Regions from separate parts of the Canis lupus genome. Here region 2 is linked to region 1. A link is a contact called in public Hi-C data. All regions are on one chromosome and are shown on one strand. The core of a region is the stretch at or near the end of the contact, and the rest is flanking DNA. Distances in the headings are between cores, read along the strand shown. Region 1 holds the start of PPP2R1A (serine/threonine-protein phosphatase 2A 65 kDa regulatory subunit A alpha isoform). Region 2 holds the start of LOC119875920 (zinc finger protein 160-like).

Region 1 (2,927 bases), core at 220-2,719:
TCACAACTGTTAATAATCTATTCAGCTGTTTCACATCTGCCTCTTGTATAACAACTGGTGTCACCATTATCACCATAACTGACATGGGGCAGGTGTTTATTGAACAAATGAATTCATACAAGAGCCCTATGAACCAGATAATTACCTCCATCTGAGAGAAGAGGAAAGCCAGGGCCAAGAGGATTAACAAACTTGCCCATGTCAATTAGCAAGAAGTACAGCAGCAGCCTGTCTGACTCCAGAATCAGTGATCTACCTCGAACTTCAGAGGCTGGGCCTAATGCAATCCGCTCAATTTCATAAACAGAAAAATGGAAGCTCCTATAAAGGAATGGGACCTCTTCCATTACTACTCCCAATAATTGCAGCTAACATTTATTGGACCCTTATAACAATTAGGCACCGTTCTATTTTACTTGCAGTATTAACTCGTCCAGGCCATCACAACCACCCAGGGAGGCCGGAACTATTATTAGCCTACATTGCAGAGAAAACAGGCCCAGAGCGATGAAGTAATTTGCACAAGGTCACACGGCGGGTGGGAGGTAGGGCCGGGGTGGGCAAACCGTGGAGTCCTCAGTCTTCTCAGCCCTTCACCAGAAATGTGCTAGGCTGTTTAGTCAACTGCCCACCGCAGCCCGGCAGGGCCCCAGAAGGCGGGAGAATCTCTATCTCGAAATCCGTGCTTAAATTTGGCCAGTTGCTCTCGTGGGAATGGGGTGTTCTCGCCGCACCTCCCCTCGTGGATTCTACACCAAAACTGAAAAGGGAGGGAGAGCAGGAATTGGAAGGGCAGCCGTCACCGCTCAAGCCCCATTCCGAGAGTTTACCCCAAGGCGCTGAGGCCCAGCCGCCAGAACACAGTAAGGAGAAAACGTACCCGAGCCCCCACACACCGGGGGCCCCTCCCCCACTCGGAATAGGCCGCGCGCCCCATCCCCAAGAGGCCATTCTGGGGCCGCCGCCAATCACCGAGCCCTTCCCTCCGCCCCACCCAGTGGCCTGACCCCCTCCCCAGTCGCAGCTTCCCAGGACCCGGGCCGCCGCGCGCACTTGGCAGGCCCGGGCGCCTCCAGGCTGGCCTGCCTCCCGCCCTCCAGTGGGCCAACACCCAATCCCGGGCGCCCTCTCATCCAGTCCAGGGACATGGAAACGTGAAAGCCGGACGCTGATTGGCCGCCTCCCCCTTCCGCCACTCCTAGCGAACACTGAGCCTTCTCCGCGAGGGCCGTCCGTGCCCCCATTACCTCTTCCTGTAATTCCCCAAGACCCCCGTAGCCTCCGGACCTGAACATCCTCGTTGCGAAGCTCGTCTATCAACACTGCGATGGGGTAGAGCGAATCGTCGCCGTCGGCGGCCGCCATCTTGGTTCCGTCCCGTTCCTGTCAGACTGCAGCCGGCGCCGTGCTGAAACCGGGGCAGGAAGGGTAGGGCTGGGCAGAGGACGGAAGACGAGCGTGGGGTCGCCTGAGCCACTTTACAGGGGCTGCCCCACGGTCATTGGCCGCGCGACGCCCGCATTTCGTTGGTCCGGATAAGTGAAGCCCCGCCCACTGCCCATTTGCCATTGGTTGAAGGGACGAAGTCGGCGGTCTCAGTATAGCAGAGAGGGGAAGGAAACGGAAGTACGCGGTATCTTAGCGACCAAGATTGTACCCGCCTACGTCGCCGCTAACGACGAGGGAGACGAGCAGTTGTACCTAACCAATAAATGGAGGGATTCAGAGGAAGCAAAGACTGCCCTCTGGCCGGTCCAGCACAAAGCTTCTGTGCATGCGTCGCTTGGAGTGCGTGACGTCATGTGAGGACCCGGACAGTCTGCAAGTTTTGGCTTGTGAGGCAGTGGTCCTGGTTCCTGGTGGACGTACTGCCGGCAACTCTGTGAGGGAGGAGATGGGAATGAGCCTTAGGTTTTTGCCTTATTATGCGGAGGCCCCCCGAAGGTTGGTGACTTGCCTTACTCTCTCGATGAAACTCAAGCCCTTCAGGCTGATAGTCAAGGCCCTTGTGAATCTGGTTCCTAAACCGTACTTAGGCGCATCTTCCACTTCTCGTTTTACACTTCAGTGGCCCTGAAAAATTAGAGCCCTCGCAGTACATCATGCTTTTTCACGTCAAACAGCATTTGTCCAAAACATCCCTTTCCTTGGAGAGCAGATCTCTGCATAAATGTCTCCCGTTCACTGCCGTCCAGCCCTCAGAACCACATACGACTACCACTACCACTGATGAAGTTTTGGAATTATAGGTGAGGTCTAGAACCGACCACCAAGAATTCTTGAAACGTCTTTAGTGCAAAATGGTGGTTTTAGTAAAGCACGGGGACAGGACCCGTGGACAGGAAGAGCTGCTGCCCTAGGCCTGTGAGGGGTGGCTGATTATATACCTGGGGGTTGGGAGGGGTTTGAGGATAGCATACTCTAAGGAATTTTGGAAGCAAGGTTTCCAGGACCTTGAGGGGGCTAGCTATTGTTGAGAAAAGGTCACTTATTACCGTCTAATAAAACCTGAGTCATGAGACCCTTCAAATGTATATTGGTGAGCCACGTGCTTGTGGGATGATTGCCAATATGTATCTTGGGGGTTTAGAGATAAAGGGAATTTCTAAAGGAATTTTTATATGTTAAAGTAGACTTACAGGATCCTGGGTGTCTGGCTAATCTTGCCTTTTGCCCTTAGCAAAGTATGAACACCAAGGCAGTTGAGTCTGTAGAGGAACATCACTCCCCCTGTTTCAAGGACTTGTCAATGTACTTCCCAGGGCTTGTGCTTTGTCCTTAGCTAGTCCTTTGTTCCCCATGAAAAATACCTCTGCATCAGAAACAGGCTCAATCATCAGCTTGATTCTAGGCAGTCTCTGTGAAGAACAGGCCCTCACCATGGGCATCTAAATGAGTGACCCATGCAAGCATTTCTGCACTGCAAT
Region 2 (2,927 bases), core at 122-2,621, 150 kb after region 1:
TTGGCTCAGGGTCCTGGGATCAAGTCCCTTATCAGGCTCCCCTCCTCTGCCTATGTCTTTGCCTCTTCCCTGTGTTTCTCATGAATAAATAAAATCTTTAAAAAATTTTTTTGATTCAGACACCATGGCAATGGCTCACCAACCTGTGTTGGTATTACTGCAATGATTAAAACTGTATAAGTATCATCTTCTATGCAAATACGTTGAGGATATGAAAGGACATGATACAATCAATTTTCCTTATACTTATACAGATATACAGATGCTCCTAAATGTGAGGGGTGGGGGGAAAGGTTCTCACTATGGAACAGAATATAGGGTAGAGGAGATGCTTTTACTTAGAATGACCCTAAAAGAAAATATCCATGACTATAGTTAATTTGAGGCAAGAAGAACAAAAGCTACATCTTTTAAGAGTAAATATGTCCGGACGCCTGGGTGGCTCAGCAGTTGGACGTTCGCCTTCGGCTCAGGGCGTGATCCCTGCGAGGAGCCTCCATCTCCCTCTGCCTGTGTCTCTGCCTCTCTCTTTCTCTGTCTCCCATGAATAAGTAAATAAAATCTTAAAAAAAAAAAAAAAAAAGAGTCATTGTGTCACTAGCTCACTCAGAACACACTTGATTTTGTGGGGACAGTGCGAAGAGAGATGTTGGGAGACAAAGTTTTCAGGAAGGTCCGTAATGATGGACTTGAAGGAGAGAATTGGGTTTGGATTAACTGGAGAAAATGCAGCCTCAGGTCTGTTTCCAGCATTCAAGGCTTAAGCCTGAACCCTCCGATTCTCCAGGGGCCCTGGATCTCCTCGAACACGGAGAGCGCCCACCAGGAGCCTCTTAGGGTGAGTCCTGTATTAAAAGTGCCATACCCACAACAGGCTGAAGAAACCAATAGGGACATCTCCAACCTAGGCTCCTCTAACACACGGAAGCTGGGCAAATTCACGCATATACTTTCCACCCCACTTCTCAACCACCAAGTCCCAGGGGCAGAGCGACCCACGTGGACTTCAAACCCTAACAAAGTGGGCCTCTCAGTCGCGATGTCTTCAGACTTTTCATCACTGACTCCCAAAGGCCCCATCACGCTCCCCGGATTCCTTAATGATTGAATCCAAATAAAATCCCAACTGCGGTCCTTCACACACGCTCCCGTTTCACGGACCCCACAGGCCGAGAACCAAGCCCGGAACCTGACTCACCTGAACCCGAACCTCCACAGAGGCTGAACGCAGCGACGAAAAGCCCCCAACGTCCATAGCCACTTCCTGTCCGGATGCGCTTCCTCGCAGCACCTAGGAACTCGGATCCACCGAGACCAGCGAATCCCGCGAGGCCCTTGGCGCGCTGCGGGATTTTGGAACTCGGATGGCGGGCCCTGCTCTATGACGTAGAGGCCACGCCCACGCCGGCGTTTCTGAAGGTGGGGGCTATAGCGGCTTTGTAGCGAAATCGAAATCATTACTGGCCCCGCTAGTGTTTTTACCTCCTCGCTGCGAGGGATGACCAATAAAGCTATGCTAACTGGGTAAGACTTCAGAAGTTGGTGTCTATCAAAGCCACGAGGCACGTTTATCGGCCGAGGGAAGAAAGATGGCGGCGCCCTTTGTGCCCTGCCCAGCGCAGGCGTTAAGGCTGGAGCACCGAGGGCGCGGCCATCTTAGAGGATGGCAGGTGTCCGTACGGCTGGGAGGGCTTCAGGCCGCGGCCGACTTCTGTGGAAGCTGAGACGTCACAGGGCGGGCAACGGCTGCTTAACGTCTTAGGTTTAGGGAGAGGGCGGTTGTGTGTGGAGTGTATAAGACCCTTGTCGTGTAGAAGGAAGACCGCCACTGAAGAGGCGAAGCCGATAGAGTGGAACTTCCTAAAGAGATGCTAATCCCCCGGAAAGAGCTCCTACCTCTACGGGGAAGGGATGAAGTGAAGGGCACAAGTGTGTTTTTCTTCCAAAAATAAATGATGACTGTGGGTTATTGGAGAATATGAAATTACGGGATAATGTAATTATTTTTTAAAGATTTTATTCATGAGAGACCCAGAGAGATAGAGAGGCAGACTCCATGCAGGGAGCCTGACATGGGACTCGATCCCAGGACTACAGGATCAGGCCCTGGGCTGAAGGAGGCGCTAAACCGCTGAGCCACCTGGGCTGCCTGAGATAATGTAATTATACTCTGCATATTTACCCAAATTTTTAAAAGCGAGCACACTTTAAATTTTTATTATTTAGGCGCGGGGAGGTTTAGTAATAGAGGACTTAAGTAGTTACTCCCTTTTGAGAAGACAACCTGAGTCAATTTAAATTTTTCGTTCTCTTTGACCTGGAAATTCTAATTGCAAGTTAGTAAATTTTTTTTTTATTTTTTAAATATTTATTTATTCATGAGAGACAGAGAGGCAGAGACAGGCAGAGAGAGAAGCAGGCTTTTGGCAAGAGCCCAGTGCAGGACTCAATCCCGTACCCCGGGATCACGACCTGAGTGGAAGGCAGCCGCCCAGGCGTCCCTAAAATTTTTTCTTCATATTAGCCATTTTGGCCTTTGTAATTAAAACGGAAAAAAAAACCTACTTGATGGGATGAGCACTGGGTGTTATACTTTATGTTGGCAAATCGAATTTTTTAAAGACTTTTATTTATGCATGAGAGACGTAGAGAGAGGCAGAGACAGGCAGAGGGAGAAGCAGGCTCCATGCAGGGAGCCTGACGCGGGACTGGATCCCGGGTCTCCAGGATCAGGCCCTGGGCTGAAGGCGGCGCTAAACCTCTGAGCCACCGGGGCTGCCCGGCAAATCGAATTTAAACAAAAATAAAAACGAAATGGTAAAAAATCTAAATGTACAGTGATAGACAAATACTTTGGTAAATTACGGAACATTCACTTAGCAAAACAGTACATAGCAATTGAAAAGAATATACTACAAGTGTCAGTA

Evidence for each region. A called contact is a pair of places that touch in the nucleus more often than the background predicts.
Region 2: a Hi-C map of blood shows a contact between it and region 1, with 2.0 times the contacts expected there. The contact joins the promoter of LOC119875920 here to the promoter of PPP2R1A in region 1. A contact is called at or near these places in 2 of 9 Hi-C or Micro-C datasets (both in blood).

What each region holds. Positions count from the first base shown.
Region 1 is chr1:105,635,423-105,638,349 of UU_Cfam_GSD_1.0, forward strand. PPP2R1A (serine/threonine-protein phosphatase 2A 65 kDa regulatory subunit A alpha isoform) reads right to left here and starts at 1,470. Exons shown (of 15, transcript XM_038527958.1): 1 at 1,288-1,470. The coding sequence starts at 1,365. It also overlaps the pseudogene LOC119870930 and the pseudogene LOC111098979.
Region 2 is chr1:105,789,618-105,792,544 of UU_Cfam_GSD_1.0, forward strand. LOC119875920 (zinc finger protein 160-like) reads right to left here and starts at 1,372. Exons shown (of 15, transcript XM_038525537.1): 1 at 1,199-1,372.